Linked DNA regions of Sus scrofa: region 1 is linked to region 2. A link is a contact called in public HiChIP or PLAC-seq data. All regions are on one chromosome and are shown on one strand. The core of a region is the stretch at or near the end of the contact, and the rest is flanking DNA. Distances in the headings are between cores, read along the strand shown.

Evidence for each region. HiChIP or PLAC-seq counts read pairs in DNA pulled down with a chosen protein or histone mark.
Region 1: an H3K27ac HiChIP or PLAC-seq map of alveolar macrophages shows a contact between it and region 2. The contact joins the promoter of SNX1 here to the promoter of CSNK1G1 in region 2. A contact is called at or near these places in 2 of 47 Hi-C or Micro-C datasets (embryonic fibroblasts and liver) and 1 of 2 datasets of contacts at active chromatin or transcription factors (alveolar macrophages).

The regions. Positions count from the first base shown.
Region 1 is chr1:107,948,281-107,952,039 of Sscrofa11.1, reverse strand. SNX1 (sorting nexin-1) reads left to right here and starts at 2,120. Exons shown (of 15, transcript XM_021093910.1): 1 at 2,120-2,394. The coding sequence starts at 2,236. FAM96A (MIP18 family protein FAM96A) reads right to left here and starts at 422. Exons shown (of 4, transcript XM_021093923.1): 1 at 128-422. The coding sequence starts at 251.
Region 2 is chr1:107,688,288-107,691,954 of Sscrofa11.1, reverse strand. It overlaps CSNK1G1 (casein kinase I), which reads right to left and starts at 1,905. Exons shown (of 14, transcript XR_002344535.1): 1 at 1,706-1,905.

The sequences.
Region 1 (3,759 bases), core at 871-3,370, 260 kb before region 2:
ACCCGGGAGAAAAAGCTTTCCATGCTCCCAGAAATCCGGCAAAAACCACTCCCACTCTCAGGTGAGGCCCAAGTTACCCCCGCCTCCATATATACCGCCAAACACTGCCCTCGGTAAAATTATTTACCATAAACCTCTAGCGCTTTCTCTTCCATGATCCGGGGCTGCCGGGCAGCTCCGCGCTCAAAGAGGCCGGAGAGCCACAGGACTCTGTTCAGCGTCCTGGAAAGCAGCCCGGACACCCGCTCCATTCTCACGCTCCGCCATCCCTGGCGACTGTCCCACCCGAGCCACCGTCTTTCAACAGCGAGCTTCACAATTTATCAACTTCCTGATCTTCAAAGGGGCCAAGACAAGCCTAAAAGGTCCTGGGCAGCAGAGACTAGGCGGGACTGGACGGAGTAGCGCGAAGGATCTAGGGAAAAAGGCTGCACGGACTACAAACCCCAGCATACTTTGCTCGGCTTTGGCGGACAGGAGGGGCGGGCGGGGGGGGGGGAAATCCCTAGAGGCACGTGAAGCGCGTTGTGTGCTGGGACGTATGGGCGTTTTCTTCGGAAGACGGAGAGCTGCATTATGGGAACTGTAGTTTCCCACGGTGGGGGGGTCGGGAGGGAGGTAACGTTTTGTTACCCATTACAAAATGCCTCACTCAGCGCTTGGATAAGCTAAGGATGAATACTGAAGAGGTAGGGAAAAGGAAATCTTGATTTCTAGTGCTGGAGGACGTCTACACGGAGACTCCCTACCGTTATTTCTCCGAGAGAGTGTCGCTTCCAGCCAAAGTTTTCTTAACGACTAGTCAGGCCGGAAGTGAGTTTCCGTTGCAGTGAAAGGACGTGTACTTGGATGGTTAGGCGTGGAGGGGGTTCCTTTTTGGTTTTGTCTCATAGGAACTCAGGCCAGCACAACTCCCAATACCCCCTGAATATTTCTGCCAGTTTCCCTCGAAGACAACTTAGAACGAGAGAGCTTTCCCCTGTGTCCGGTGTGTCTCACAGTGACATTAGAGATCGCAATCCTAAAAAGAACGTTCTAAGCCCTTTGGTATTGGTGGCTGTGATGATGCCAGTAACAAGGTTGATGGTATTAATTTTATCCATCCATCCTTCCAATCAAGTCTCAAACGTTTATTAGATACTTAATTTGCCAGACTTAGTCTATAGACGCGGAGGATACAAGATGGGACAGGACTCCCGCCCTTAAGCAGCTCACAGACCTGTGAGGGAGCCAACACCTGATGCTGAGAGATTTGCAGTTACAAACAAACTAAACCTTTTGTCAAAGTTGATGCCAAGTTTAGTATCATCTCTATTGAGAGGAAGGTCAGGATTTCTTGCTGAGTTATCCCATGATAACATATCCTATTTATCTTTAAAGATAAAATCTTATATAGCTGATTTAGACTTTAAGCCCACCAGATAATAGTGAATAGTTTAGGCCGCAGGAAAATTTGGTTCAGAGTTTAATAATTCCCCTGTCATCTGTTCCACTCCACTTACTCCACAGCAGTTGTGAGGATAATCCTAACTTCCTTGCGACCAAACTTAGCCCACTGAAGTCTCACCTCTTTGAGGCGTCCTGACTTCTCCAGGCAGAATTGATGATCTCTTACTATGCTCCCACAGCACATTATAGCACTGATCGTATTGAATTGTTAATTTACATGCCCGTCTCCCTCAAGCGCCTGGTGGGCAGAAGGAGCTTTATTTTTATATGTGAAACGCATAGCAGGGTGCGAGGCACAGAGTAGATGCTCAATATTTATTTCTTGAATGAACTAACTAAATGTCAAGAGAATAAATGGCGAAAATTGACTGCATATGTTGAGACCTCAACCAAAAATACTTATTAAATGTCTTTGAAGCCGCTGCGCTTGGCATGAGTTGGTGGCTGGTAGAGGTTTTCAGACTTTTTTCATCTCCTTAAGAAGTCTATTAGATAAAGCACAAAGAGCCACAGGAACCTGAGCGGCCCCTAGCTCCTCCTCTCTTGCTCCTCTGCTCCCTAGGTTAAGAGTGCGGGGTCGCGATCCAGGGCTTGGATTGGCTGGACAGGAGCTGCGAGCCGGCCCCCACCCCGCCCCGAGCGAGTACGCCCCGCCCCTTTTCCCCGCCCTGTGTGTCCCGCAGGGCTGGTGGCTGCCATCCCGCCTCCGCTCTGCTGGAACGCTTTGCTCGCGGCACTATCTCTCCATAAAGTTGTTGTTGCGGCTTCCGCCGCGGGTGGAGGAAGATGGCGTCGGGTGGTGGTGGCTGTAGCGCTTCGGAAAGACTCCCTCCCCCCTTCCCCAGCCTGGAACCGGAGTTCGAGGGGGCGACAGGGGGGTCGGAACCCGAGGCGGGGGACAGTGACACCGAGGGGGAGGATATTTTCACCGGCGCCGCGGCGGCCGTAAGTTCGCCCCCTTCGGGGCAGGCGGGCGGGCGCCCCAAAAGGAAAGGCTAAGCGAGTGCCGGGAAGGCTGGGCAGAGTGGGCCCGGCGAGACCTTGTGTTGGTGACAGTAGTCATGGCTTGGGTCCGGATGAGCGCAGAGACGTGAGCCCTGGCTTCCTGGACGCTGGGTGGACGGTGAGGAATGAGGGGTGTGGTGGCTTCTCTGCCGAGGTCCCTGACAGCGAAGAGCTGCCAAGGCAGGCATTTGGCCTTGCTTTGTGGTGACCCCACGAACCCCCGGGGCTGTTTTGCTGGTGGTTTCCTTCCGTGCTGATTTAATAGGTCAAGATAAAGAAAAGGGGTGCAGACTTTCCTTTTCCTTGCCTTACTGTTCCAGGGATGAATAATGTTATCTAGAATGGCCCAGGATAGTGGCCCGCCCACAGATCCTTTCCTTAGCTCAGTACTTCACCGGTAATTACTAAAGGCCCTTTCTGGATCTTAGTTTATGAGAGTTAGGCCGACTCCTTTGATGTCTAGGAAAATCTTGCCAGAGGTCGGTTGAAAAAAAAGGCCCTGCCGGTTTAATCACTACATAGACAGAAAGCTTTGTCCCTTTTAAAGGAATATGTTAAAATGCCTAAAGCCTTAGTGGGAGCGAATCTGTAAATTCAAGATGAAAATGGGGTTTCTCATAGTAATATCCGGGTTTCTAGAAAAAGTTAAGATATTGGGAAAAACTAATCTTTCTATGTGGAATATGGATATAAGTAGTCAGTTCTGGAACCAGTAGAGATGTTTTGGGCTGTTTTATAAGAACATTGATTCATAAGAACACTTGATCCAGTTAGTTGCAGGTTGAAAATTTCTTCAGTGTTAGGTCTGGATTTATGTATCTTTCCATCTTGGGTAATGCTTATCTTCATAGTAGCTACTTAATATAGGAGTGACTAAAAGAGCTTTATGTTCTTTATGCAAGTATGTGTCTGAAAAAGTTTGTCTCATTTATGTCAGAAAAGGTTAAGTTTCCGAGTTCCCTGGTGGCACAGTGGGTTTAGGATCAGGCATTGTCAATGCAGCAACTCGGGTCCCTACTGTGGCTCATGTTCTATCCCTGGACTTCCGCATGCTGTGTTGTGGCCAAATAAAAAGAAGAAGAAAAAGATTAAGTTTCTTGGCAGTATCTTTTGTGACAATCATTAGAATTTTCCCTGTACTGCATTTAGGAATTAAGTCCCTAGCTGCAGCTTAAAAAGTATTTGGTAGTATAACAGCTCAAACTGTCTAATGAAGTCTCTGTTACTCTGAGAAATAACTCTTGCTAATTTAGTCTTTCTGTATCCCCTATAAAACAAATCTTTAGTCTTTTCCTTCAGTAATAA
Region 2 (3,667 bases), core at 656-3,155:
GCTTAAATCTACTTAACATGAATCATACTACTTTTGTTGATTTTAATCGTAAAATTAAAAGTACTTTGTTTTATGCCTCAATTTTAATTCTCTATAAAGACATGTGATGTTAATTAAGATTTATATACACTGCTTTTTAAATGTTTTTCTTATCAACCCATGCCATACACATCACAAATCTGAGAAAAACCTTTGAAACATCATTGGTCGTTTCAGTTAATTCACATACTTTTTAAGAAACTCCTGATAATTTGATGCTGCTTATGATCAATTTCTAGAAGCCACAGAAAATCCTGTTGTACAAATATGTTTTGGAATATTATCCAGTTCTGTTCCTATCTCAAACCCTAATCCATAAAACTAAGCTACCTTAACCGTGTTAAGATTATTAATAATTTATCTTTCAATTGGAAGGTGCTTCCATTTAAAGTGGGCTGTTATTTAAATACATTACTCCCCCTTACAACACTGGTAAGTATTTTAACTCATATTACTTTGAAGAAATTGTATCTCTGGTAAGTTCTTGACTTGTCCAAGGTCAACAACTAGCTAGTGGCAGTCCAGGTTCAATCCCAGATTTACCTAACCTCAAAGCCAATACTTCCACTTGACCACAATTATCTCCTTAAAAGATTAGGAGACAGGCGCAAAAGCAGAGAATCTTGTCTCTCTGAATGTTCACGCCTCTATTCTGAGACATCTATAATCACACAGTACCTACAATTCGGTCACTAACTGAAGTATACGTGAAGAGAATCATTCTGCTTCATTTAAACTAGGGCAGGCTTACTGGCAGATAAGAAAGATGTTGGAAAAGGCTTGCCTCAACATGTTTCGCCTAGACCTCTATATCTATACGGTTCCCCTAGTGTATTTTTTACAAACGCGTATCTACCAAACAATGCTAAGCTAAATTAGCCCATAGTTTGGAGCTTTTCAGAACTGCATTTTCTAAAATAATTTACACCAGATTTAATATCGAGATGGGAGACTTGGCTAAATATGCCATTCTGGCACTTGCCAAACATTCTAAGTATCATTGAGGGGCAAGAGAACCAGTTCCACCCTCTCTCTTTCTTTTACGCTGTGATGCCTGCCCACTTGGGGGGCGGAGGCGGTACCTCTCCGGTAGGACACCGGGGCCAGAGAGCACTAAAGGAAGAAGTGGGGGAAGCGCACGGAAATTGGGAGGAGGGAGGTCTCCTTACCCACTCTTCTGCCCTAGCTCTGCCAAGGGCGGCTCCCCGCAGTGCCCAGCCAACTCACAACCCCCACAACACTCGAAGCCGGGCTCTGTCCCAGGGGGGTGCCCAAGGGAAGCAGTCATTTGAAGCAAGGGCTTGTCCCAGCCACCCCGCCAGGGTCAATGTTCTCCTTTTGGATGGAGAGGATGCTCCCCCTTTTAGAGCTAACCCTCCAGGTGGCAAACTCCCAGTCCGCAGCAGCTAAGTCTTCTGCTTTCAAGGGGCGCCTTCTCCGAAACCTCTACCCGGCCACTCGAAACTCTCCGCCAGCGGCGTGCCCTGGCCCTTGCATTCCGTCCTTAAAACCCTTTACAATCAAACTCGCCGGCCTGCGCCCCACCCAGGATCTCGGTGCTCCCCTCCCCGACTCGGAGAAGGGGGCCCCCACCAGCCGGCTTAGACACACACACAACACCCTCAGGCTAGAGCCTCCCGGATCCCATCGAAGCCGGAGCGAGTACCTCGTCTGGCCGTGTCCTGGGGCTCAGATGGGGTGAGCGCAGTTCCCTCCTGGAGGCGCGGAGTGCTTCTCTACCCACCAGCAGCGTTGGCTTCTCTTTCCTAGGAACTGGAGGGAGGAAAAGTGCGGGAGGGGAGGGGGGAAGGCGAGGAGCCGAGGGGCGGCAGAAGCCGAACCGGAACTACTAGCGCTGGCCCCACCCTCAGCCCGGCGCAAAGCACCCGGGCGCTCCCGATAGGACAAACTTAAAGCTGGCAGTGAGAAATGTACACCACCACTTCCGGGTCATCCTCGCTACCGCCCCTCCTTAGCAACCGCGTGGGGTTGCTAAGCGGAAGTGCCTTCAAAGACTGCCACCCCCACTTCTTCTGGGATTACTAGAACCGAGCTGCGTGCGTGTGCTCCTCTGTGGCAACATACCCTTACCTTCTACTCCTGCTCCTATCTTGGGTGGAGCACGGGCTCGCCTGCCAAACACAGAGAGCCCACTTTAGTTTTCTCCTTAGCTGTACTCGCACTATTAGCCCCAGTCATTATTTACTCCAGTTCCCTCCCGCCCCGAATCCCAAGTGGCTCCTCCTAAGGATCTCTCTGATCCCTCGTTTCAGGCGGTTTAGCAAGCGTCTCCCTCTTGTGGATATTCAGTTGTGTTTCAACTGGATTTTTTTAGGTAACCTCCAATGTTACGAAAGCTTTTTCAAGCACTTGGTTCTCCTGTGAGAGCCCCTGAAATCGAAATCGAAGGTGAGAAACTTCTGTCTTCACCTATCTTGTCTTTTGTAAAGATTGCACATGTTTAAGATATGAAAATAACCGAACTAAATGGAAGGAGAAAACAAAGATTCGCTGTAAGTAACGTGAGTAATCCTTAAGAGAAAAAACCGTGAGGAATGGCCAAAGGAAGCTGGTAGTCAAGCTTGTGGAGAAAGACATTTAATCCACCACTGAGAATAAATTCTCATTCCTATACTGTGGACAAGAAAAAAGTGTTAATAAGAGACCTGATTTATTCTTGTCATATATTCTAAACCTAATACTGACTATTAGCTTTTTCATATTAGAATGAGAAAGAACAAGGAATAATGAGGCCAGAAAATGAGAAGGAACCAGAAGAGATTATAGGATCATGGAAACAAGTCTATTAAAAAACTCTATTCAGGAAGTTCCTGTTGTGGCTTAGCAGTAACGTGCCTGACTAGTCCATGAGGATGCAGTCAGTAGATCCCTAAAAAAGTGGGTTAAGAATCTGGTGTTGCCATGCGCTGCAGTGTAGGTCACAGATGCGGCTTGGATCTGGCATTGCTGTGGCTGTGGTGTAAGCCAGCAGCTGCAGCTCTGATTCGACCCCTTGCTTGGGAACTTCCAAATGCCAAGGTGCAGCCCTAAAAAGAAAAAAAGTTAAAAAAACAAACAAAAAAAAAGGTCTATTCAGGAGTTCCTGTATGGCTCAGTGAGATAAGGATCTGGAGTCACCGAAGCAGTGGCTCCGGTTGCCGCTGTGGGGTGGGTTTGATCCCTGGCCCAGAAAATTTTGCATACCTCATGCATAGCCAAAAACAAAAATTCTATCCAAAAAGTTATCCCCCTCCTTTCTATTTTCTTTTTAGGAGTTCCAACCATGGCTCTTTGGTAACCAGCCTCACTAGTATCCATGGGGACACAGGTTCAATCCCTGGCCTTGCTCAGTGGGTTAAGGATCAGTGTTGCCAAGAGCTGTGGTGTAGGTCATAGATACAGCTTGGATCCTCCGTTGGTGTGCTGTGGTGTAGGCTGGTTGCTGCAGCTCCAATTCAACCCCTAGCCTGGAAACTTCCATATGCCTCGGGCTTAGCCCTAAAAAGACCAAAAAAACCTCGTTAATTTCTTTTTACATTTTTAAAATTAAAGTATTATTGATTTACAATGTTGTGCCAATATCTGTTATACAAGTGACCCGGTCGTACATATATATACATTACTTTTC